2 separate regions of the Bombyx mori genome follow, and region 1 is linked to region 2. A link is a contact called in public Hi-C data. All regions are on one chromosome and are shown on one strand. The core of a region is the stretch at or near the end of the contact, and the rest is flanking DNA. Distances in the headings are between cores, read along the strand shown.

The links. A called contact is a pair of places that touch in the nucleus more often than the background predicts.
Region 1: a Hi-C map of midgut shows a contact between it and region 2, with 1.8 times the contacts expected there. The contact joins the enhancer-like site here to the promoter of LOC101741113 in region 2. A contact is called at or near these places in 2 of 7 Hi-C or Micro-C datasets (midgut and whole pupa).

Annotation. Positions count from the first base shown.
Region 1 is chr15:9,886,766-9,893,322 of ASM3026992v2, reverse strand. It overlaps LOC101741113, which reads right to left. Exons shown (of 11, transcript XM_004928407.5): 3 at 4,052-4,233; 4 at 3,262-3,357; 5 at 2,286-2,394; 6 at 518-651. Among protein-coding and RNA genes, the nearest start is that of LOC134200205, 40 kb to the right of the region's middle. Within about 2 kb of position 3,167, at least 7 of the 8 cell types and tissues checked have open chromatin away from gene starts, as enhancers often do.
Region 2 is chr15:9,842,850-9,849,489 of ASM3026992v2, reverse strand. LOC101741113 reads right to left here and starts at 1,834. Exons shown (of 11, transcript XM_004928407.5): 1 at 1,693-1,834. LOC101742401 (dynein regulatory complex protein 9) reads right to left here. Exons shown (of 8, transcript XM_062672595.1): 4 at 6,325-6,471; 5 at 4,654-4,759; 6 at 3,700-3,870; 7 at 3,034-3,165; 8 at 2,485-2,943. The coding sequence ends at 2,740. It overlaps LOC134200205 (a long non-coding RNA gene), which reads left to right. Exons shown (of 4, transcript XR_009975018.1): 2 at 1-1,366; 3 at 2,760-2,905; 4 at 3,010-3,195.

The sequences.
Region 1 (6,557 bases), core at 1,918-4,417, 42 kb before region 2:
ATATAAGTACACCATACATGTAGTCGTCGCGTCGTGGCCTAAAGGATAAGACGTCCGGTGCATTTGTATGTAGCGATGCAACGGTGTTCGAATCCCGCTGGCGGGTACCAATTTTTCTAATAAAATACGTACTTGACAAATGTTCACGATTGACTTCCACGGTGAAGGAATAACATCGTGTAATAAAAATGAAACCCGCAAAATTATAAATTGCGTAATTACTGGTGGTAGGACCTCTTGTGAGTCTGCACGGGTAGGTACCACCATCTTGCCTATTTCTGCCGTGAAGCAATAGTGCTATAATGAAGGATAGGGCAGCCGTTGTAACTACACTGAGATCTTAGAACTTACATCTCAAGGTGGGTGGCGCATTAACGTTGTAAATATCTATGGGCTCCAGTAACCACTTAACACCAGGTGGGTTGTGAGCTCGTTCACCCATCTAAGCAATAAAAAAACATAAATGAATAAATAAATAAAAATTTTTGTTTAAAGTGATTCGATGGACGGTACTCACGTGTGTAATGTATCGTTACGTAGCTCCGGGATTCGACGTCGTTGCTGTGGATCAGGCACACGTACATCCCGTAGTCCTGGGCCGCCACGCGCTCGTTAATCAAATACGAACCGATTATATCCTGTACGTCGTCGCTGCGAAAGCAATATTAATTATTATGAGTTAATTAATTCTGTCGTTTAGAACAGTGTGCTTAGTGCGAGTATCTTAACGTTCTCGATAGCGTAAAAGTTAAACCAACTTTGTATGCAATTGGAACAGCGCCTCTAGCGGCAAACGTACGCAAATGATTCTAATCCCATACAAATATGAGCTATGGTCGGCTTGAGATGATAGAGCAAAGGGATCTGTTTTTTTCTAGCGAGGTAATACAGATCCACCTAACACCCCCCCCCCCCCCAAATGATACTTCAACTGAACGCTTCATAAGCGCGCACCTCAAACATTGAGGTCTTCTCGCTCGTTCAATAAACCAAGTCTTTTTTTCCCTACCTATCCTGATAGCCTTCAGAGGCAATTTCAGATTCGCCTTAACGTGTAGGTGAGCTCCCGGGGCTCAAACCGAAAGTGTTGCTAACACTGGCCCTATCAAGAGCAATGCTTGGCTGAATCTACCACCGGGTCGGAAACGCAACCCACTGAGAAGATCCGGCAAAAACTCAGTGGGCTGTGTCTATGGGTTAATTTACTCGTCGAACCCTTCGTCGCAAGCGACGGGTTCAGCGAGGACGGTGACCGGTGTTTGAGGTACCTAAAAGCACCGTTAATGGATCGGGAGGATCCGTAATGACGTATTACTAACTCTAAGCGCAACTCGAGACCTATATTAGCTGAACGATAGGAAATGACAAACGGCGCTAATATCAATGTGTCCAATGAAAATTTCGAAAACAACTATCACCAAATAATGACCAAAAAAAAACGGCAGAATCAATTTTCTCGGTGCTCCGTTTATTTATAAAGGGCGTCACACGCGGCGAAGATACATAATTATATATTATCTTAACCACGTGCGATAGTTCATACAAAATGTATAGCGAGCGATATTGTATGTTAATATAAAATATTATAGTATCTTCGCCGTGTGTGACGATGTTAATATAAAATACTAGCTGACCCGGCAAACATTGTCTTGCCATATATAAGATTTCTAGAGACTTTCTAGTGTAGAAAAAAAAAACTAATTTATTGTAAGTGTGTAAGGATGTGGTAAATGAGTGAAAGAGGCATATAGCGCTGTGAACGTTGATGGAATATATAATAAAAATAACAAAACCTCATTCAACCACATAATACCTCATTATAACAAAAAAAAACTCCAAATTAAAAAAATATGTTAGGGGTGGACAACCCTAATCACTTAGGGGTATGAAAAATAGATAGTAGCCGATTCTCAGACTTATTGAACATGCATAAAAAATTTCATGAGAATCGGTCAAACGGTTTCGGAGGAGTATGGGAACGAACATTGTGACACGAGAATTTTATATATTAGATTATAGTATCTTCGCCGTGTGTGACGATGTTAATATAAAATATTATAGTATCTTCGCCGTGTGTGACGCCCTTTACAGTCACACAACAAATATATTACTATATACAAGTAACTGTATACAGTTGAGAATATCGACCTAGTATCTTAATGTGAGCAGGGCGGCATTTAGTTTCTTACATTTATGGGCCGCAGTGATCAATTTAAACTAGAAGCACAACAGTAAGCTTGTTTACATATTTAAGCTATGAAAATTAAAATAGAAAAAAAACTCACCGGGAGGTTTTGATTTCGGTTTGCGTGGGAGGCAAGTCTCCCTCGGTGCCGTTCGACCAGACCTTCCTCCAGCGGAGGTCGCTACGGGCATCTGCTAAATTCGAACGACCTACGCGACAATAAATATAAATTTGTTAATATTAACATAACACATAATATTATAACACTATACCAATAAGCTGTATATATACTGTCGTCTAAAGAGCTGGTATAGAAATTAGCGTATACAAAGTGGACGTAGAGGGCAATAGCCAAAAATTCATTATTCGAAAATGTCAACATTTAAATAAGTTTTGTTATTAAGCCCATACTGAATGAATGGCATTTCAATCCAGCTTAATCTGATTATTCCATTGCCATTGTAGGCTGACGAGCATACGACCCACTTAATGGTGAATGGTTCATGAACATCAGCAACGCCAGTGGTACAGCCAAGCCACTATCTACCTCTAAGCACTCTCCGTAACCCTCATTTGAAGAGGGACATATCATAGCGCTCAGGAAAATATCGTTATTCGTCTAAACTCTAAAGTCTCTAAAGCATTTTTAATTAAAACATTAACCTAACAGTCACATTGCGATAACGTTAAATTGGTTTTTATAAAAGGTGAAATAAGTAATTTTCAATTTAATATTTGCTTCCCACGTCACTTACGTCATTTAATTCGAACAGTATTTATTATTAGTGCCTTGAAGGCGTTACACCTTACCCGATGATGTGTTATCACCATCAGAACGGCTGCGTGAAGCTTTAATCACATTCACGTACCAACCGACGTATCTCATATTCGTAAAAATGTTTTAAATCTAAAACATAGATACGCTTCATACGTGTCTCCACTTAGAAGCGCTTCGCAGGATACGCTCCATGTGTGTCTCCACTTACTTATAAGCGCTTCGCAGGATACGCTCCATGTGTGTCTCCAATTACTTATGAGCGCTTCGTAGGATACGTTTCATGTGTGTCTCCACTTACCTATGAGCGCTTCGCAGTACAGACGCAGATGCCCCCCCTCCTCCACCCACTGGTCTTTCGTAATGAACATTGTTCTCGGTGTGTCTGTCGATTTTTCTGCGAAACAATTACACGTTAAAGCAGTTTTCTTTGAATTTAATCGGTTACCAATAAATCCAACAGAGTCAGGGCTAATTGATTTAATAATAATTACTAAGTCCATTATTAAAATAATTATTGGAAATAGGTTATTTACGTCATCGCAAGTATTTTAAAGTACTTCAATATTTTTTTTCCTTTCCTACATTTTTTTATTTTATTGCTTAGATGAGTGGATCAGCTCACAGCCCACCTGGTGTTAAGTGGTTACTGGAGCCCATAGACATCTACAACGTAAATGCGCCACCCACCTTGAGATATAAGTTCTAAGGTCTCAATTATAGTTACAACGGCTGCCCCACCCTTCAAACCGAAACGCATTACTGCTTCACGGCAGAAATAGGCAGGGTGGTGGTACCTACCCGTGCGGACTCACAAGAGGTCCTACCACCAGTAATTACGCAAATTATAATTTTGCGGGTTTCATTTTTATTACACGATGTTATTCCTTCATCGTGGAAGTCAATCGTGAACATTTGTTGAGTACGTATTTCATTAGAAAAATTGGTACCCGCCTGCGGGATTCGAACACCGGTGCATCGCTTCAACACGAATGCACCGGACGTCTTATCTTTTAGGCCACGACGACTTATTTTCATTGTAAAAGACCTTACTGTGTGAAAGCTCTGGCTTAACGCCGACAGACACGTACCTAGTATATCGAGCCTGACCGTGTGCGTCTGTATGTGGGTTTCGTTGCTGAGTCGGCAGGTGTAGTTGCCAGAGTCTGCGCGCGATGCCCGCCGTGTGTAAAGCGTCTGATTTGCAGCTTCCGGATACAGGATGAGATTCGATACGCCAGCCGACCACGGATACGCGACACCGTCTTTGAACCTGACAAACAAAAAAACAACAATAGTCATTTACGCTTGAATCTTAAATTTCAACAATTACTGTGCCACGCAAAAGTATTGGGAAAAAATATATAAACGAGGAGACTTTATTGGATATATTTATGTCTTGTTTTTATAGTCCTAGGGTACCCCGCTGGTACATAGAGCTCTCACAAGTTGTCTCGACTTGACCCTGTCTTGCGCTTGCTTCTTGACATCACTCCAGGCCACGTTGGCAGTCCTCATCTCACTCTCCACAGTGCGTCGCCAAGTATGTACAGGGCGACCAGGTCTTCTCCTGCCTAACGGTTGCCACTCAAACGCGATTGATGCTGCGTTGACTTCGCTGCGCCATAGACTGTGTCCTATCCAACGCTATTTCCGATAGGCAATGTCTTGCGCGATAGGGTTTTGGTCACATTTAGTCCATTAGCGGATATATTTATACTAGTTTATAAAAATTGCGTATCGAATTAGGAACTACCTCCGCCTTTCGAATTTGAAACAGTTTGAAATTAAGATTATTTAGGAGGATTATTAAAATGGATGTTCGAAATTTACATTAGTCTTCAGAAGCGACTTTGCCGCTTGATTAGTGAATTTAAGCGAATCTCTTGAATATTTATAAATCAGAAACTAAACATCACAATGTCTGTCTGTTTCAAAATGATCCAACACTTGCTAAAGTGTAGCATGAAGTTCTGACTAAATTTTCATAGCAAATTTGTTTTTTTTACTATAACAGATTATTCGGAGTAGATTACTTTGTGGTACTTGTAGATTACTTTAAAGAGCACGAATACTACTGTTGTGGCCAGTAGTACCAACACATACTAGAAGTTTCAACTGGATATAACCAAACATGGGCCTTCTAAGCTGCTGCAACCCCAGAATATAAAAAAAATAAGGGAACTCTTGGCTCCCATCAGTCACATGGACTTAGTCAGGTGTTCATTAGTCACAGCTTCGAACTGTATGCTTTTTGTTATCCTACAAAATTAAAACTGTTTAAAGGAAAACAAATTTTCATAACCCGAATATGCCCTAGATGCACTTCGAAAAAGTGTCATGACCACGAATATTAGTCAACTCGTCGAGACGTGTGAAAACTTGTCTGAGCACTGATCCATAAAGTATGGTAATAAATTTTAAACTGTAACTTGATTGTAACGTCTCACTTACTGTTTGTTTATTTTATTTTTTTAAGGGATTTTATGACCTGTTAGCTTCGACCTTTAAGTTATGTCTTATTTTAATTTATATTCATATTTTTATGAAAAATGATATTATGGAGTGAAATGAAATGAAGAAGATTAATTTGAGACATTAATCACTGGGATGAAATGAAATGAAATGAGATGAGATGATATGGGATGAAATATAATCTCAGTAAAATGGTGGTTATTTACTAAGATTTTTTCAGTGGACTGTTTGGAGGATCCCGAAAAGTTACGTCCGGCGGCTTTGTTTTATTTTCCCACATTTGTGCACTTTCACACATATCAAACACTTAATAAATCACCATTATTAAACATTTAAACCTGAAGAAACACTAAATAGACAAAATAAAACAAATCACACAACTTCACTCCTCGCGCTCCCGCCAAAAAGTCAACTGTTTGTTAAAGCTAAATTTCGTTAAATTACCCGCAAAAAGATGACGAACATCAAAACGTATTAGGTACATCTATATCTATACTTCTATACTAATATTATGAAGAGTAAAGATTTGTTTGTTTGTTTGTATTGAATAGGCTCCGAAACTACTGAACCGATTAAAAAAAATATTTCACTGTTTGGAAGCTACACTATGCCCGAGTGACATAGGCTATAATCTTTTCTGAAAAAATTAGGGATCCTTACTAAAAATCCAATAGCGTAAAACAACCAAAGGTGTAAAAAAGTTACCTAAAATATTCTTTACATCGCGTGCCCTGCGAAAAATATTGTTGATAGAATAAAATAATGAACTACGACTTTGTAGAACACATTATTATTTACAAGTGTCGCGACACCATATGTCGAACTATTATGTTGTAGTTATGCCGGAATATGTGTTCTTTTATTTAAAAAAATGAAACAACGTCAAATATCGTTGAAATTTTAGTCAAAGACCTAAGCGGAGCCGGAGCGGGCCGCTAATTAACTAATATTAAGCTAACGGTTTACATGTTTGAATTTGCATTCGTTCTAGAACGTTTGAGAGACTTAAATCATTTAATTACTTAAATAAACTTGCCGCGTTACTCGAATAAAATCCGGATGTTTTCATTTGTAGGAAATTATTTCCAGTAAGGACTAATGTGGAGTCATTACTGAGTGTAA
Region 2 (6,640 bases), core at 585-3,084:
GTACCGCACTCGGACTGGGTACGGACGAGGCTGTCATTACATGAAAAAGGCAACGTCTCACGAGGTTTTTGCGGCGGGTAATTTTAGTGAAATGGTAGCTTCTTAGAGACTTTTTTAATTATTAAAACAAATAGGTACATGTTAACTGATTTCTTATATTTTAATTGTCGAAATCATCTGTTACAGTGTATCTTACTGAATATAGCTTTAAAACTTATTGAGATATTTTTAATAATGTTAGACAATGGAGAGTGAAAGGAAACAGTTTCTAAAAGTAAATTAATCAAAACTAAGTAATAAGATTTTAGCTCAAAGGAAACAGAATTAATCTACTTCTTTAATCATAAAAATTTAGTGATACTTTCAAAGAGTACATATATGGCTGTTATTATTGCAAACACTGCAATGTATGAAGCACATCAAGGAAGATGTCTACATAATTACTTAAATTATAATAAAAAAAATCTACTAAATAAATTAATATTATTGAATATGTTCATATCAGTAATTAATAACTTAACACATAGAACTTCAATATTCATAGCAGTAACTCAATGCCTTATAAAATGTTAATACAACAGGTAACTATTACTTAGAAATCCTGATTGCGATTGAATACAAATGGCTTCCATTTAACTCTATGAATAATCTGTTAATGCAATTAGCTATTGCACAAGTATTTTTTACTTGAGTTGCATTCAAAATTGTACATCAAAATCAACCTCCTTTCATTATTAATGTTTGTATTTTAAAATTGCAAATTTTCATTTTTTGTTGTTCCTAAATACATTTTTAATGAAATATACTAATGATTTAAATTTGATATGAAGTTAACAATTTTGAATAGTCATCCATTAAATCTTATCTGTATTTCATAGCCAAATTTGTTTTAAAAATTTATTATTCATTAATTTTTTTTTTACAATTTGGGCAATATCCTACGATTTTACTGGTAAATACGATAAGACTGTCCGTACTCTATCTCCGTACTATATAGTAACCTTTTATGAACATTATCAAGCCCCACTCAAGGATTTTGTCATAGAAAGGTATAGAAGAAAATTTATTTAACATACTTTTTACTGATGTGGGATAATTTATTTTATATTCCTTTATTGTGTAATATACACCAAAAGTTAAAGTAAAACTTATCTATTCTTAGTGTCAAGTACCTAGATTTTTGTTTGTAGTGATCAATGAAGTGTTTTCCATTATGATTATGTTTATATGTATATATTCTATCTTGGAATGCAATAAAAGGATCAACCAATGTTGTAGGATCAATGTGCTTGCTACCACACCATTTGGTCCAGGATGTTTCCCCGCCCTTTAAAGTGAACAAAATAGCCAATATAATAATTTTCAGGTTTCAAGTATTTTATTTTATTCTGTTCAGATTGTTTTTTAAAATTTAAAACAGACATATATTTTAATTGTTATAGATTATTGTGTTACATATAATTTAAAATTTCATCTTATTTTGAAACGATTCAAGATTAATTCTGAATTATAATGACGATAGCTATGCAAAAGTTTATCTGAAATTTTTATTGATAGCAAAAAAATATTAAAGTAAGTTAAAAGTATCCAAACTTTCTTAAAACTAGCACACACCGGCGTAAGTAATCAATATCTATAACAGTAAATGCAGAAAATTAAGACAAGTGACGGTAAAAACGAAGGATTACTCACCGAATCCGCCGAATCACTATCCAACTTTCCAAGAATTGAATATACACGAAACTCAAAAGCGGATAGTTTCTCTCACCATGTAAAAAAATTCACAACACTTTGAGAAGAGTTTATTTAATATCAAGCTTTTTGTAATGCATTTATTTATTTTGGCGTGATAAATCGCTGTTTGTTATTTTAGTATGTTACTTTACAGCAACATAACCAACTACCTACACGGGCGAACCACATGCGACTGACAGCTCTCTATTGACAATATTATTTCATTCCTTGTACTGACGTTTGACACTATTGACAGTGCTAGTTTCATTTTTTCCAATTAAAAAGGCGCATGTATTACACTATGCAGCCTATCATCACCACGATCATCAGTACAAAGTAGTTCACTGCTGGACATAGCTCTCTCCTAATCCACACTGCTGAGCCCAGTCTTCGGCTTTCCTTATCCACTTCTCGTTGGCCAGGCTTCGAAGGTCAAACAGTCTAATCCCCGTATATTCTGTTTTTATGAAAAATATTATGGGGCGAAATGAAATGAGGATTCTTTGAGACATTTGTCAATTGAGATGAAATTAAATGACACGGAATATGCGGTAAAATATAGTTTCAGTAAAATGGTGGTTATTGATTGAAACCTTTTCAGTGGATGCTTAGAAGATCCCGAGAAGCATGTCCAGCGGCTTTGATTCATTTTTCCACATTTTTACACTTTTCAGATGATAAACAGTTAAAAAATCACCTCTATTACACGTTTAAATCTGAAGAATACCTTAATATTACAAAATAAATCAATTATCGCAATTTCGCTTCTCGCGTTCTTACCAAAAAGCAATTTTTTTTTTTTTGGAAGAGCGAGACAATTTTTATTTAATTGAAAAAAAATCTGCACAATGTACGAAATGGTAGAATATTTTTAGGTCAGGCGTTACTTAAATGTAATTTATTTAAAAATAACCTCGTTATCCATATTTTTTCGTTTGGCCTTGATATTTTCTAATATCCATATAATCCATACAATCACATGCACATATCAATAATTTAATGTATTTATTTCTTCTTTCCTTTAGTAGGTAATTTCTTTGCATTTCTTAAATGGCGAAAGGCTCCGAGTGCACGACGGACCATAACTCCGCGCCACCATGCTTGTATTCTTGTTGCTGAATCTCGAAGACGTTTCTCACGAAGAAGTCGGGCCGCTCGTTCTTTTTTAAAAGTAAGCCAAGCTCGCATCTCGCCTTCATGTAGATCGTACTGCAAAATATGTATTTTAATATAACGCGTTTAATCTAATTTAAACCTTATGATTTTATGATACAGGTATCTATCGTCGATTGTACATACGAGTTTTTGCAATTCTGCTCGTCGAGCGCTAACACAGCGAAATTGGTCAGCCTTCTCTTTGAGTCTTCTGTTGATCGTCGCTGTGTCTACTGCATAACGAGAATGCCAATATTCCAAAGACTTCTCTCGTTCCTAATTATAAATAAAGAGCATGGTACAAAACACTACGTTCTTTACTGCAATTTTGTTTTAGATGGTAGATGTATTTGTAAAGTAACATTTTTCTAAAGTTACTATGACTTATTAAGACTTCTAAAATTATTAAAATGCTGTAGCGCTGTAAGTTAAGTAGACCGAGGTTCTTGTGGTAGGACCTCTTGTGAGTCCGCACGGGTAGGTACCACCGGCCTGTCTATTTCTACCGTGAAGCAGTAATGCTTTTCGGTTTGAAGGGTGGCGCAGCCGTTGTAACCATGCTGAGACCTTAAAACTTATATCGCAAGGTGGACGGCGGCATTTACGTTGTAGACGTTCATAGACTCCGGTAACCACTTAACACCAGGTGAGCTGTGAGCTCGTCCACCCATGAAAGCAATAAAAAAAAATTGTTAGTTTATGGTCGAATTTTACCCGTTAATAGTATTTTCAAGTGCTTTTAGCATTGAACCATTATATGGGGGATTTTTAGCCTACGTATGATATTATAACGAAATTATTTGTAAGTACCGCTATCTGCAACGAATACGCTTTCAAAAGTTCATCGTGCACCCTTTGCTCGTGATCAGTACGTGGTAATGGTTCTCTTTTTATATTACATTCTAGTTCCAATGATTCAGCTCGAGCTTGCAACCATTTCTCAGTGTAGCAGAGGCGTGTGCTCGCGTTCAAATATTCATCCTGAAATGTTCAAATTCTTTCCTTTTTTTGCCTATTGGTGATAATGCGCGTTTTTGGGCCACATCAGTTTGCAAGGCCACCGTCCTATTTATTTCTGCCCGATGGGCCTCGATAGCAATAGGAATTTCTGTCAAATGCAGCTTTCCAGACTGGAGAGGCTTGACATTTTCGTCAATTCATTAATACTGGTTAAGTATTTAATATAATCTATACTAATAAACCTGAAGAGTTTGTTTGTTTGAACGCGCTAATCTCAGTAACTACTGGTCCGATTTGAAAAATTCTTTCAGTGTTAGATAGCCCATTTATTGAGGAAGGCTATAGGATATATAACATCACACTAAGGTCAACACAAGCGGAGCACCAATAAAGAATGTTTCAAAATCGGGTTTTTCCCTTTTGAGAGCTTCCGCTGCGTGCGCTGCGGAAACGGTTAAAGTTTCGCTAAAATAATGTATGACAGAATTGTTCCCCTTTAAAAGATCTAAAAAGAAGTCCATGATAGCATATGTCTATATATTAAGGTTGGCTCACTAGAAGGTTTTTTATGCTAACCAAATTTGTTATAAAATAAAGCATTATTTGTGAACTATACCACGCGGACGAAGTCGCGGACAAAAGCTAGTGAAGTAATATTATGAGTAAAAGTCGTAGAAATACAAAATTTGGGAGTAGCGGTTTATTAGACAGAGGTTGGGTATTTTTTTGCAGAATTGAATACGTACTAGGTATGTTATATTTGATTAGATTAAATATAGATAGAATTAAATAGTAAAATCTTACACTCCTTTGATCGCGTAAGGTAGCGATTATTTGATCTGCATCACGAAGTTCGACAGAAAATTGACAACTTTTCATCTTTAATTCTTCGATAATGGTCATAAGAGTCCTGTAAAAACCGATATAATTTAAAAATAAATAATAGCTTAAAAAACGAAGAAACATACTTTCATAGAAAATCCAACTAAAAAATAGAAAAAGCGCGGGCTATCCCCAGTTATAAATATTGTTTTGACAGAATTGAGAAGAAGGATTATCATTGTGGTAATATCTTAAAGGCACTCCACGCTTTTTTATAATAAATTTATTTTCTGTTTTTTTGTTGGATTTTCTATAACAGCTGGTTTTGTTAGTTTTTTTTAAACTATTATTTATTTTTTGGTTTATGTAGCATTATGTAACACAAATTATGCATTAATGTACATTCACGTAAATACAACAGTCTCAAATTTGCTAAGTGAAAAAAAGAAGGCGCTCAAATGAATTTGTTGTTTTAACTCCCGAAAGCAAATAATGGGTTTAACTATGTAAAATCAATATTTTAATAAAATAAATATAAATAAAATAATTGTCAGCGATCCTTAATAAGTACGCCAAATTCCGAGTTAATCCGACTTGTTGAAGGGGGTCAAAATTACGGTCAGAGATTCCATTACATACAATATACTTATATACATATGAAGCTAATAAACGTTATGTCAAATCTAGATTTTTCTATTAAAGGTTCTCTTTTGTCTGATGCCTTACAAGTGAGTACCTTACTGTGAGTCTATCAGAATCTGGAATATTTCTATGATTGTTTCGCGGGTAGTCTTGACTTTCGGTTTGAAGGCTGGAAGATTCCGATCTCATGATTCAAGGTGGATGGTGATTGCTCCGGTAGCTGTTTAATCACAGATAGGTCTTAGACTAGACTGGCTATGTAAAATACAGATCAAAATTTCAATGAAATAAGAGTTAGTGAAATACGAAATCTGTCACTGTTTTATTCGACTGAGTTAATTTATTCAGGTATTATGATTTAATATATTTAAGTTCATAAGCTATACTTTACTAAATAGGTATATGTAGCTGACGTTTGGCGTTGTAAAAGTATATAATATATGCGTTAATGACTTAAAAATGTATAAATTGATTTAAACCGTTAGATTTCAAATTCAAAACAGATTTATTTCCAAACTGAATTTAAAATAATACAGGAATACCGCACTACTTACATAAGGCAGTAATTGCATATTAATTAGTGTCTTCACATCATCTTTATATTTATATCATTTTATCCCTAAATATTTCATATATTTATAAAGGTAAAAGTGGTTACATAATGCTCTTTTACTGATAGATACACATGTAATATGACTTATTCACCTGTGTGATTAGTGCGAGTTTTTTACGTTCTCGATAGCGTAAAAGTTAACTCAAATTTGTATGCAGTTGGAACAGCGCCCCTAGCGGCAAACGTAAGCAAACGTTCCAACTCCATACAGTTTTGAGTTAACTTTTACGCTATCGAGAACGTTAAAAAACTCATACTAAGCACACTGTAAAATTGTGTATCCACCGAAATGAGAATTCACGTTGTATTGATGGAATCATAATATTAATATAGTAAAGAAACATCTTAGTTCTGTTTGTCTTAACTAAATACGATTGTGTAGTAGAGCATGAACTCACATCTTCAGTTGCTGTTTGTTGATCCTTTTGGTAACCACAGATGTGGCTCTTCGTTTTAGAATTTCTATAGATTCTCTCAAAACTTGCCAGTCACCACGCTCCGCAACACTAATCAGAGTTTGTCGCACTGTTTCTTTAACTGACGACCTTTGGTTATAAACAAATTTTATTACAAGAAGTTGTTTACAGAACTTAATCTAATATATAAAATTCTCGTGTCACGGTGTGCGTGATTGAACTCCTCCAAAACGGCTCGACCGATTTTCGTGAATCTTAGCGTGCATATCGGCCAGGGTGGAGAATCGAACAATATCTA